Linked DNA regions of Mus musculus: region 2 is linked to region 1. The links are chromatin contacts, called in public Hi-C maps. All regions are on one chromosome and are shown on one strand. The core of a region is the stretch at or near the end of the contact, and the rest is flanking DNA. Distances in the headings are between cores, read along the strand shown. Region 1 overlaps LOC108168726. Region 2 overlaps Fam107b (family with sequence similarity 107, member B).

Region 1 (6,465 bases), core at 3,370-5,869:
ACTCAGCCTCTCAGAACCAAGCTGCCGACTTGACTCTCCCAAGGTACACACAGATCATTTACTTCTGCTGATTTCTGCTACCCATCACATTAGATTCCATTTACTAGAATCCACCTCTTTAGCCGACTCTTCTCTCCACCCGTTCTAATCAACTGCCTCTCTTCACCTGTTCAGTAAGTGTTCTCTTTCAAATATGATACAGTAGTGTTTAATCCTTGAGTATGCTCAATGGACCCTCTCTTTTTAGGTCCTCTCAGAGCTGACCATGAGACAGACATATTGACCAGAGCAGTTGAGGCAAGAGTTGCTAGGTGTAGGGATAAGATAGGCAAGGGAAAGAATTGCCAGGGAGTTATATCCACCAGATACTCCTGAGGGTAGCACGGCTTCACTCTGCTGGGAAAACTGGGAGTGCAGAACATGCTATACCATCCTCTGCAAAAGGGAGAAAACTGTCATATTCATTCATTCATTAATTCATTCATTCATTCACTAAAGAGGAGCTGTTCTCAGAGGGGACCATTTCCAAGACAAGTAGGAAGAGACTCTGTGCAAAGGCATACAGGTGCTAGAAGTGGGGACAGTACATTGACAAGAAGGGAACATGGGCAGCTGAGATGGTTGGCCACACACCCAAACTTCATTGTTTGCCACTGCTATATTGAGGGCTCTGGAGAAACAGTGAGGACCAGTCTGAATCCCCCTGTGTAGCCATTGAGGAGATGGGTCTACTGACCCGCCTTGAGAGATCAAAACATCTGGTAAGATATCACATCTGCAAAACCGGTGGAACTAGAGTATGTATGAGAATAAATGAGCTGAATGTGGATGGCATGGTGGCACCTGTAATCCAAAATTTAGGAGGTGGTAGAAGCAGGAGGGTCAGGAGTTCAGGGTCACCTTCAGCCATGTAGAGAGTTCAACCTTTTATGAGGCCTTGTCTCAAGAAGGAAAAGGAGGAGGAGGAGGAGGAGGAGGAGGAGGAGGAGGAGGAGGAGGAGAAGAAGAAGAAGAAGAGGAGGAGGAGGAGGAGGAGGAGGAGGAGGAGGAGGAGGAGGAGGAGGAGGAGGAGGAGGAGGAAGGGACAAGAATAACCAGCAAAAATCACGGTATCCATGACTCTCTGAGATTTCTATCTTAGACATTCATGCTATTGCCCGCTAGAACTTCTAGATAATTTCTGCTCTCTGCATCCTGAGAATGGGAAGAAAGGAACACTCCAAAAAGGGAGCGAGTTAGGGGTTCAAACCCATACAGGGGGGAGTGAAAAGAGAAGTGGGCAGGACTTACAGGTTTTTCCAAGAGAAGCTTGGAGAGCCTGACTTCAGACTTCGTACGCAAATATCCCCTTCACAACACTTCCTCCTCCAAGAGTTCTTGGCCAAGAGACCACACTCAGTTTGAAGCATACAAAGAATATATTTTAAAAGGTAAAATTGGGGTCTGGAGATGGCTCAGTGGGTAAAAGTGCTTCCTGGGTAGCCTGGAAACCCAAGCTTGACCTCTGAATTTGGAAAGAGAGAAGCAATTCACAAAAGTGTCCTCTGACCTCCACATACACTTGCACACATGACTATATATATATATATATATATATATATATATATATATATATATATATATTGCATACGAACACAATAGTCACAATTAAAATCTAGAGTAGTATAGGTACAGATTTTGTGACATTAAAATTTCAGGCAGTTCAATTCTACAAATTACCATACTGAATATTTTACCCTAGATAACCAATATATCTTGTAGGTAAACTTCTGGAAATTTCCATGCCTCTACTTTCATTGTCTTAAGAGACATAGAGAATGTAGATTCATAAGAAACAGAGCCACCAGGGTATCTTCCTTGTGGACACAGTGTCAATCTCAGTTAAGGCCAAAGTGGAACCTCTAAGCCACTGTCTAGGACACAAATATCCAGTTAAGCAACCGCAGGTCAAATGGGAAAGCAGCTAAATGCAGAGGTCTAAGCCAAAGCCTCATTTTTATTATTCTTTGGCATTTTCTTATTCATGAACAATTAATGCCCCAGGGCATTTTCTGAATTAAGGAAAGCCAGTGTTTGTACAGAGGTTGCCATCTTGGTGAACTTTTTAAGTTTAGTTTAGCTAAAGAGGGGACTAAGAACTTAGAAATTCTGTGCCACTGGCTGACTCCCTTCTGGATACAAAATGGCAGTGGGCTAGAAGAATATTTCATATCATTTAAAGCAAACAAAGAAATCTCTTTCCATCCCAGACCCTGAAGGGACCATTGCTGCCTTCCTCTCCCCTGGAACATGTTACTCCCTTCTCTGGTCACTAGAGAAATGGTTCTTCTTTGTCTAAGGCAACCAGTGTAGAAGACACTAAGCAGTAATAATAATAATAATAATAATAATATGATAATAATAAACAATAATAATAATAAACAATTCTCTTCTATTTCCTATCTATATTTGACAATGCAGGATCAATAGTAAATTCAAGAAATGTTTCCTTATGAATTAGGTCAGAGTTCATGGCCTTCTGCCACATTTCACTTCCTTGAGACTGATTCCTCTTCCCACCTTTTCAGGAAGAGAGTGAAATCCAACCTCTAGTGTGTGAAACAAAGGCGAGTGGTTTGATATGTAGGCTAGAAGGTTAGATGATCAATTTTTTTCCCTTCACTCATTTGTTTGTTGAGATGCTGAGAGTTCAATGCAGAACCCAGAGCCTAGGCAAGCTCTCTACCACTGAACTACACCCCCAAGCCCTTGTTAAGACTCATAACTGCACTCAGGAAACCAGTCTTTGTTCGAAGTCATCTGAGATCCATGATAATTTTGTTTGTTGTTTGTTTTTCCTAGTAAAAGGCCTCAGAAACTGCCCTAGGTTTAAGCACATGGAAAGACAGTAAACTAGAGATAAAGGAAACATTTGGTTTCCTGGAGGCAGGATCCGAGTCTGACTCAGCTCTGACATCCTATGGAGCACCCTGAGTAACTTCTTGTTTACAGAATCCCCAAATGAGCAAAAGTCTTTACATCACTCTAATTGACTCAGTCCCTGGTTCATGATTCAGTGAGTTCTTACACATTCCAGGCATTGTGTGGGAAGCGGAAGGAAAACAACAAACAGAAGATAAAGCGTTTGGTTTCTGGCTCACCCACCTGAACTAATAGTTTAAGAGACTAGACAAACATCCCTACCTCATCCAGATACCTACTAAGCACCTGCTATGACCCAGGTTTCATTCAGGATGTTTGGCATGTTTTAGCACTCCGCCCAACCTGGCAATAGCCACGTACAAGCCTGGCTCACTGTATTAAAGGATTGTTCTGGTCTCTCTCCTCTCTCCTTTCCTCCCTCCCCTCTCTTTCTCCCCCTCCCCCTCCCCTCCCCTCCCCCTCTCCTCTCTCCTCTCTTACTCTCTCTCTCTCCTTCTCCCTTCCTCCCCCTCCCTCTCTTTCTCCCTCTCCCCTTGCTTGTAACAAATGAAGGTGGCATAGAGAAGCCCAGGGAGAACACAGTGCTGGTGTGCAGTGACGTCACAATCCATGCAAACCTAAGAGTCTTATGGATGAAGGAGTGGGGAGCAGGCAGATTTCCCTAGAAACTCACCACTAATCCCAGTAAAACCTCTTGTAAAAGGTTCGCCTAACCCTCCCTCCTAGTCCTGGGGATTAAAGCGGGAGCCTTGCACACCCAAGAGCACTAGCTAAGCAGCTGGGCTGCTACTAAGCTATAACCTCCTCCCCCCCTTTAACTCTATTTAAAACTCGGCTCTCCAGCCTCACTAAGTTGCCCAGCTGCCCTTGAACTCACCCTGTAGCCTATGTAGCTTTTGACTATGAGTTCCTATTTCCTCAGCCTCCCAAATAGCTGGAGTCACCTCTGCCACTTTACCTGTCTTTCCCCTCACCTTGGTGTGTGAGTAATTATCTACTCTCTGGCCAGAGCCTGGGGAGACTCTGGGTGGGCGACACATGAATCATTTGTGCCATCAAAGGGCATGTGTGTTTCAGATAGCTTATTTTAGTGGAGGGCTCACTTTAGACTGTTCTACAAGGAACGCAGAAAAGCTCCGCTGGGGAGGCGGCTCCATGGGCATGAGGAGAGACTCAGTAGGTAAAGTGTTGGCTACACATATGTAAAGGACAAGAGGTCAGGCCCAGAGCATACATGTAAACAGAAAGCCTAGCCTGGTGGCCTACTTATGTACTAGGGAGGCAGAGACAAGGGAACCATGGAGCCAGCTGTCTAGCTAGACCAGGCAAGCTCTGGTGGCTTCAATCAAAAGCCCCTGCCTCACTGTGTAAGTAGGAGAGTCACTGAGGAAGGCACTCCCTGCCATCCTCCAGACTCCACATATACCACACACGCATGTAAATATACATGCACACACACACACACAGAGGGAGGAGAGGGGGAGGGGAGGCGGAGGCGGAGGCAGAGGCAGAGGGGGAGGTAGGAGGGGGAAATGGGAGGGGAATAGAGGGAGGGAAGAGGAGGCAAAAAGAGAACCTGACATTTTATTTGTGTGAACAAACATGCCTTGCTATCTTTACCCAGGCAGAAGGCCTGACTCTAACCGCTGCCCAGATGGCCCTCCCCCAGGGCTAGCTTCATGTATGGAAAAACCAGGTTCTGCTCGCCAAGCCTTGGTCTCACTTCCTCCCAGGCTACAAACACCACAGAGCTTTGTCTCCTTGTGCTCACTGTGACCATTTTCGGTTGGAGAATTTTAACCGTTTGAGGTTTGTTACTTCACACTTAAGTAACCTACAAACCACAGGAAGTGAAAACTTGCCTAAACTGTGTCACCCTGCCAATTCTGAAAATTTGCTGGATCCCAATCAGCCCCAGGGGACCCTTGGCAAAAAGAGGGTGTACTCGCTAAACTCCACAGTTGCTTGGTAGCTCTAAGTTACACGGCTGACCCTGGGAATCTTTGCAACACTGACCAGAAGTAGTTGAGATCTGGATACAAGTTTAATTCGATAAGTAAAATTCCCTCTCTGCCTCTGTCTCTGTCTCTCTCCTATTTCTCACCCCCACCCCCACCCCCAGACCTCTACCCCACTATGCCCCCGGGTACTGGGAAAGAGGGGTGACGAATGACTCACTGGTTTAGAACACTTATTACTCATGGCCCTGGGATCAGTTCCCAGCCCCCACACGACTACTCACAAACACCTGTAACCCCATTTCAAAAGGATCTAACACCTTCTGACCTCTTCAGGGTCTAACACACAGGGAGTGCACGTATATGCATGCAGGCACACACATATGCACATAAAACAAATACATACATAAACCCAAAGAGTTGCTTTCTAAAATAAAATGTAAGATGAGCATAGAGGACTCAGAGGAAGGAACACGTTCCATGGACAGGCTAATAGGAAAGGAACCTACCCTGGGGAAAGTGTTCATTCTATGGGTGAACTTGACCAGGCCCAAGGCGCACAGGCTAATTTTAGGTATTTATGTCAGGATGTTTCCAGAAGGTGAGTATTAGGAAGGAGGGCTCTCAGTAAAGCCGTCTACCTGTGAAGTGGGAAAAATCATCTATGCTATAGAGAGTCGGAATGAAGCCAGAGGAGAAGCTTGTTTGCTCGGGTTGGGTGTTGAGATTTGAATATGGCTTACACGGGTACTTGTCTTAAACACTTGGTCCCCAGCTGGCGGTGATATTTGGGGAAGTTATGAAAACTTTAGACGGTAGGGATGGGTTGGAGGAAGTGAGGCACAGTCTGTAGAAAGGATTACATCTTAGTCAATGCTTCTCTCCTCCTTCTGCTCTTCCTCCTTCTCCTTCTTTGCTCCTATTCCTCCCCCTCTTCTCTCCTATTCATCCTCCTCCCCCTTCCTCCCTCCTTCCTCCTTTTCCTCCTTTTCCTCCTCTTCCTCCTTCTCTTCTTCTTCACCCTGACAGAAGGTCCTCTGCCACATAATTCTACCAGGATGAGGTTCTGCTCGAGTGTGTGGGGCCAATCAGTCACAAACCAGACCCTCTGAAACCCAGCCAGAGGCAACAGTTCTTCCATGAACATTTTTAGATGAGGTGTTTCGACATCGAGGCGAGAAGAACTGAGGCAGTGTGAAAACTCTTCCATTGACCTTGGGTTACGATTTGACACCAGTGGCTCCTTTGGTCTCAGGCCTTCAGACTTAGAGTTATACTACCAGCTTTCCTGGGGCTGAAGTTCACAGTGACAGAGCGCAGGCTATATTAGCCAGTCCCTCGTCAAACATCTCTTAATCTATAGCCTAGTGGCTCTGTTTCTCCACCCTGATTATTATAGTCAGAGAGGGCCTCGAGCATAGAAGTTTCTGAGAAGTGGGGTTGTTCTCAGAAAACAAGACATATGCAGGTTTGTCCCTGTTTTCGGCTGTTTCCAGTTATGGGCTTACCAGGCTGCCAAGCTTCAGGATGCACCTTTGTGCTGACAAATGGTTCTGTTTGGCATTGGGCCCCCTTCTTGTCACTA
Region 2 (6,232 bases), core at 947-3,446, 74 kb before region 1:
ATGGGCACTGTGCTGCACATTTGCCCACATAAACACATGTGCACACACAGACATACACACATTTTATATACCATCTACACCGAAAGAAAGGAAGAGAGAAAGAGAGAGAGAAAGAGAGAGAGAAAGAGAGAGAGAAAGAGAGAAAGAGAGAGAGAAAGAGAGAGAGAAAGAGAGAGAGAAAGAGAGAGAGAAAGAGAGAGAGAAAGAGAGAGAGAAAGAGAGAGAGAAAGAGAGAGAGAGAGAGAGAGAGAGAGAGAGAGAGAAAGAGAGAAAGAGAGAGAGAAAGAGAGAAAGAGAGAAAGAGAGAAAGAGAGAAAGAGAGAAAGAGAGAAAGAGAGAAAGAGAGAAAGAGAGAAAGGAAGGAAGGAAGGAAGGAAGGAAGAAAGAAAGAAAGAAAGAAAGAAAGAAAGAAAGAAAGAAAGAAAGAAAGGAAGAGAGAGAGAAGGGAAGGAGGGAGGAGGGAGGGAGGGAAGGAGGGAGGGAGGGGGGAGGGGAGGGAGGAAGGAAGGAAGGAAGGAAGGAAGGAAGGAAAAGAAAGAAAGAAAGAAAGAAAGAAAGAAAGAAAGAAAGAAAGAAAGAAAGAAAGGAAGAAAGAAAGAGAGAGACAGAAGGACCATCCTCAGTGTCCCATGTAAGAACATAAAATTATTTTAAATGTTTTGCCATTTTTTCAAGAAAACTAATGGCACTATAAATGTTGAGTTGTACATATAAATTAAGTTAGCTATACAAGTACATAAATAAAGTAGAATTAGAAAGTCAAAGGATCCAATACACAAAGTGGGTCAGGAATAATGTAATTTCCAGGTCTGAAAGTTAACTGAATTACCTGCTTCCTGGTGTCCAGAACCAAAAAGTTACATATTTTTCATTTGCAAGAAAAAAAAATAGCATCCAATTTTTCTCTAGGGAAAGGAAAAAAACTCCTAGCACACGGGTGTAGAAGCCATTTCCCACATGGCTTAGCTAAAGAACAAAGAGCAACAGTGCAGACAATATCCTTCATTCATCCACACACAAATGCAAGTACAATGAACACATGGCTACTTTCCTAATTTCTATTTTTAAAAAAGCTGTTAAAGGCCAAAGGCATAGATTATGCCTGGCTTTCAATTCACTTCTCCCAGAATCTTAACTTCAGACCAAGATGGATCTCAAAATAACGTATTCTGCAGAATCTCCCCAAATATCCTTTCCGTCTGCAAACTCACTGAGACAGAGGAGTATTCAGCCATCCTCAGGGATGAAGAGCTAGAGAGCCCATGTCCTGCTACTTTAGCTAGCCTGAGAGGAGGTTCCCCAGGCTGAAGGACACCTTAGGCTCCAGTAAATTAAGGACAAACACACCACATGCCTGTGTGCACAGAGCAAGCTCGTACAAGATGGAAGGGCCAGCAATAACAAGCACACACACACTGTCTACAATGTACCTGATAAGCTTTGAGGACGGGAAACAAAGCAGGTGAAGAGGGACCAAGGCCTCTGCAGGCCTTTCCAGAGAGGTAGCTAGGGAACAGGAAAGGCCTAGGCAAGTACAAGAAGGGACATTAGTGGAAACCAGGCCAAGGACAGAGCAGCAGCAAGACCAGACTTGGACTCACCCTTATACGTGGAGACCTCAGGTCTAGCCTCAGACCACTAGAAACCAACTCTTCTAGAAAATGTCTAGAGACATCCCTTTTGATGCAGCCTTATACAGACACCTAGACGTGCCTGGGACGCCTACTTCCTGCATCCCTGAAGGTTTCCACACCAGCCAAGTGTTTTAAAATGATGTCCATTTGGTATAAGACATACTGTAAGGTTCCATACTGTTTACAATTGCAGCAGATGTCTGTCCAGGTTGGCCATTTCAATTCTAGCTTAGTGCTGGCGGATCCTTTGTGACTCTTCTGGTTGTGGGACACTAGAATAAACCTCTGTCCTCGAAATTAATAACACTGTTATTATCCTGTGAATATTGAATCTGGATGTGGAGGGGTGGGTCGATTGGACACACCACTCAGCTTCAAAGTGCCTTAGCTGTGCTGTCCCCATAAATGCATGTAACGTTTCCAGAAGGCTCACTCGGACATGACTAGAAAGTAAACACGCGGGCAAGCCTATGTTCAAGAACAGAGCTTTGTGGTACATGCTCTCAGTGCCAAGCACCTGCAATGTTGCCAGCTGTCTTACTGAGTGCTTTCTCTACACGGGCACATGGGGCAAGTGACTGCACTGCTGTGAACCCACTCAAGGGCACCATTCCTATTCTACTCGCAAGGAAACAAACTCAGGCAGATAGATACTTTACTTGCCTGGTGAACTGCAGACACAGAAGGTGGACCCAAACAGTGGAATTCCATCCTCTCACACCGTGTCTTAACTTAAAGCACTGGAAAGAGAAAAGAAGTGAGGATAGACCCCTTGGCTAACGAGAGCTGGGGTCTCACTAAGATCCAGATATATGCACCCCAGACTGCAGGGCGTCTACCTGTTACTAATAAGGGGCATGCAGTGCAGAACCACGGGACAGACCGCAGAGCTCTGACAACAGGATACGGGTGCACCTTCTGAGCACACACTACCGACTCCCCAGCTGCCCTTCTGGGTTTTAGTGTGTTTTAAGGGTTTTGTTTTTGTCTTGCTTTGTTTTTTAAAAAGGGACACACCACTCCACCCAAATCATCAAGATAGGGTGGGTGGAGACGGGAGACTCACTTGCAGTTATCAAGCAGATGGAGGAAAAAGGAAAAGTTCAGCTAGAAGCAGCTACAGAGGGAAGGAAAAGAAACCCAAGTCCATCTCTTGCTAAGAAGACCTTCTGAATTTCAGCCCTGTGGGACACTTTTAGGAGCCAAGCTTGGATGCTATGGTTGAGATGCCATTCAAAGAGCACGATGAGGCTTTCTCCCTGAGGCCTGCTGGTGTCACGGCCCTTAGGGAAACGGACTCAGGATGCGTGAAACAAAAATGATAGAAACACAAAAGGAGACACCGCCTTATAAAGGAATTCCCAGCTACTCCTGCAGATCTCAGCTTCCGACAAGCACCAGCTGAGGGGAGTGAGCTAGACAGGGCGTTCTGAAGCGCACTCAGCCCCCGTGGAGATAACCCCACATCCGCCTGAGTACAGCCACATCAGTGTCAGGAGCCCAACTTCAGGAAGCAGGAAAGCCCTACAGGGGACTCAAAGATTGGAACAACAGATTCCTGTTTCTAGCCAGACCTGGAAAACCTCAATGCATAATCAAGTGAGCACAGGAACAACCCCACGGTGGGAAAGGCATGTCCCATGGGAACGCTTTCCCATCCCACAGCGTTCAGGACCCAGGGTCTTCCATCCCCTTGCACCACAAACAAAGACACCTCGGGCATGGTAATAATCTACATATGGTAGCCTTCAAATAAAACGGCTCAAATAAAAACCTCACTCTTGAAGCACCACAAGTACCATAAGCCTGGGGCACTTTCTGCCTGAAGAAGCAACTCTGAGGACCCCAGACTCCTCCCGCTGACCTCACTCCCTCACCCCTACCTTCCCAGAAGTCAAGGAAAATAAGGCTTCCCAAACCAATTCTCACCAGGCTGGAAAGTAAAAGAACTCAGCGTCCTCTCCTTCTTCTTCTGCATTCCCCTGCCTCCTTTTCTATACAGTCCTAGCCAGCTATGTCTTAAGGGGTTTACTAAGCTCCTAGGAGCTCCCAGAAAAGACCACTGTCTCCTAAGAGAATCCAGAAGAGCTACAATAACAGATATCATGGCAATATGCTGGACTCAAGTTTCCATATTAGCTGAGCAAACAGACAGTCATCTAAAACAAACCCAGAGAAGAGAGCTCAGGGAACCACAAGGCACAGTGTCTTTTAGAATTCAAACAGTAAATATGCAAAGAGAACAACCAGGTCTCTCCAATGACGGTCAACACACCACAGAAGCCCCTGTGGGACAAATCTTCACTCACACACGCAATGAGTATCTCTCTGCAACCATGTGCATGCACGCTGGGTGTCTGTATTTAACAACTACATTCACATCACTGCTTTAAGAGTGCACAAAGACGCTGTTACTAACAATACCTGGACTAATCACTCAAGCCTGGACAAATACTGACCCTGTGCTAGTTTCTTTCCTGCTCTCCGCCTGCCACTAACACGGGACCCTGGATCTCACTTGCTTGAGCATAGTGCTACTCTCAACCAGCAAACACTTCTCAAGTAGCAGGCCTGTGAGAAACAGCAAACACCCTAGACAAGGTCACCTCTCAGCTTCAGTGCTCTCCTGGCTTTGGGTGACCAGTTCTGGTTGGTTATGTGCTAGATTCCTGACCTCTACCAACACTGTTCCTTCTCCCATTCCCACTCCCAACCCTTCACCTCCACATCCATCCTGGACCCCTGAAGACCTCCCTTCTCTGCAGAACACCTCCTTGTATCTCAGAACCAACCTTGCCACCTTCCCTTGGAGTGTAAACCACTGATCGCTTTGGTTACACCACAGATCGTCTCTTGTGTCACTCCTAAATCTATCCTTTTGAACCCTAAGCCAAAATGCCATAGTATTTGGAAGTGGGACATTGTGAAGGAAATGCAGAGTCGAGCCCTTGTGATGAATTCACACCCTTGGAGAAGGGATGAAGAAAAGTGTTTTACTTTTCCTCTCTGCCATGTCAGGATATAGCAAGAAGTATCCATAAACCTGAATGCAGGCCCTTCCTAACTCTGACCCTGACAGTGCCTTCATCCTGGCATTCTCTGCCTCTAAATAAGAAGGGAATGATGGTCACTTAAGACACTCAACATCTAGCAGCCCAAACTAACAGCCACCCACACTTTTATGCCGAGAGGTGTCCCCTCCATTCTTCAATTAGCTTTTATGCTGGAGAGATTTATGTCACACAAGCTAACATCATCTAAGAGGAGAGAACCTCAACTAAGAACATGAGATCAGGCTGTGGGCCAGCCTGCTGTGGGCCAGTTTCTTTTTTCTTTTTCTTTCTTTCTTTCTTTCTTTCTTTCTTTTTTTTTTTTTTTTTTTTTTTTTGGTTTTTCATGGCAGGGTTTTTCTGTGTAGCCCTGGCTGTTAGGGAACTCACTCTGTAGACCAGGCTGGCCTTGAACTCAGAATTCCGCCTGCCTCTGCCTCCCAAGTGCTGGGATTAAAGGCATATGCCACCACTGCCTGGCAGGACATTTTCTTGATTCATGGTTGAAGGCTCAGCTCCCTGTGGGTGGTCCTGGGTTATTGGGGGAGGAGAAAAGCTGAGCAGGCCATGGGAGCAAGGCAGTAGGCAGCATCAGTCCATGGCCTCTGCATTAGCTCCTGCCTCCAGGTTCCTGTCCTGGCTTCATTTGATGATGAACAGCAAGCTGGAAGGATAGGCCCAACAAACCCTTTCCTCCTCAGTTGGTTTTTGGTCATGTGCTTCATCACAGCAACAGAAACCCTAGCAAAGATGATCCCAAAGCTCCAGCCTGAGCCCTCTGCCCCTCTTATCTCTATTCTACCACTGCTTAAAGCACAAGAGCCCAAATCTGAGACAAATTCTCTTGAGTACCAATGAGATCAAAAGTCTCATGCCATTGGACAGCCACGTCAACAGTCATGTACGAAGTCACATCATGACACCATCCTGGGGAAATACACAAGGAGGGTGCTACTGGCACCTACACATAGACATGGTGCCTACACTTTACCTGCCAGCTCATTGAGGGGCAGAAAGCAAAGATGAGAACTCCTGAGTTCATGAGGGAAAAGGGCATCTCACATAACACCCAGTTCTAGGCAACATCAAGTTCTTACTCTCTCTTGTGCGCTGTTAGAACCAATAAGTGATGTCACAAGCCTGCAAGACTAGGGCTACGGTGATGTTTGAGATGTCTCAGTCACCCACCATGAGAACAACTCATGTTTTATTCTCATGTTTATCTACAAAAACACATTTCTCTTATATTTATTTACAAAAACCTCACAAATATATTCAACCACAGGGTGTCTCTCGGCCCTAAAAGTCAAAATGGAGAAACAGCAAAGAAAGTTCTCAACCGTGTAAACAAATGCCGAGGCTTTTGTATATAATATGAGAAACTATTTCTAATACCTAATATGTTTTAGACTTTCTACAAGATAAACAGGAACCTGATTCTTCCACACAGAATTTCAAACTTCATCATTTCTTCCTCGCAATAAAACCATCACCAGCTCAGTAACTAGTGACTTCCGTTTCCTGTTCCTGTTTGTATTCTCTGTGGTG

Evidence for each region. Hi-C and Micro-C count contacts between places; a contact is called where the count stands out from the background.
Region 2: a contact with region 1 is called in a Hi-C map of bone marrow, with 3 times the contacts expected there. The contact joins two enhancer-like sites. A contact is called at or near these places in 11 of 39 promoter capture datasets (the 3T3-L1 cell line, 3T3-L1-derived adipocytes, cranial neural crest and 8 more), 2 of 15 datasets of contacts at CTCF or cohesin (CD8 T cells and large pre-B cells), 18 of 484 Hi-C or Micro-C datasets (B cells, CD4 T cells, CD8 central memory T cells and 10 more) and 17 of 115 datasets of contacts at active chromatin or transcription factors (the 230-238 cell line, CD8 T cells, the HPC-7 cell line and 12 more).

Annotation. Positions count from the first base shown.
Region 1 is chr2:3,656,240-3,662,704 of GRCm38.p6, reverse strand. The region is part of intron 2 of LOC108168726; the gene reads right to left. Among named protein-coding and RNA genes, the nearest start is that of Fam107b, 54 kb to the left of the region's middle. Within about 2 kb of position 4,619, at least 203 of the 459 cell types and tissues checked have an H3K27ac peak or open chromatin away from gene starts, as enhancers often do. A contact at or near this core is called in B cells, CD8 T cells, CD8 central memory T cells and 8 more, where this site is marked.
Region 2 is chr2:3,727,790-3,734,021 of GRCm38.p6, reverse strand. All of the region lies in intron 1 of Fam107b (family with sequence similarity 107, member B), which reads right to left. Among named protein-coding and RNA genes, the nearest start is that of Fam107b, 17 kb to the right of the region's middle. Within about 2 kb of position 2,196, at least 86 of the 459 cell types and tissues checked have an H3K27ac peak or open chromatin away from gene starts, as enhancers often do. A contact at or near this core is called in B cells, CD8 T cells, CD8 central memory T cells and 8 more, where this site is marked.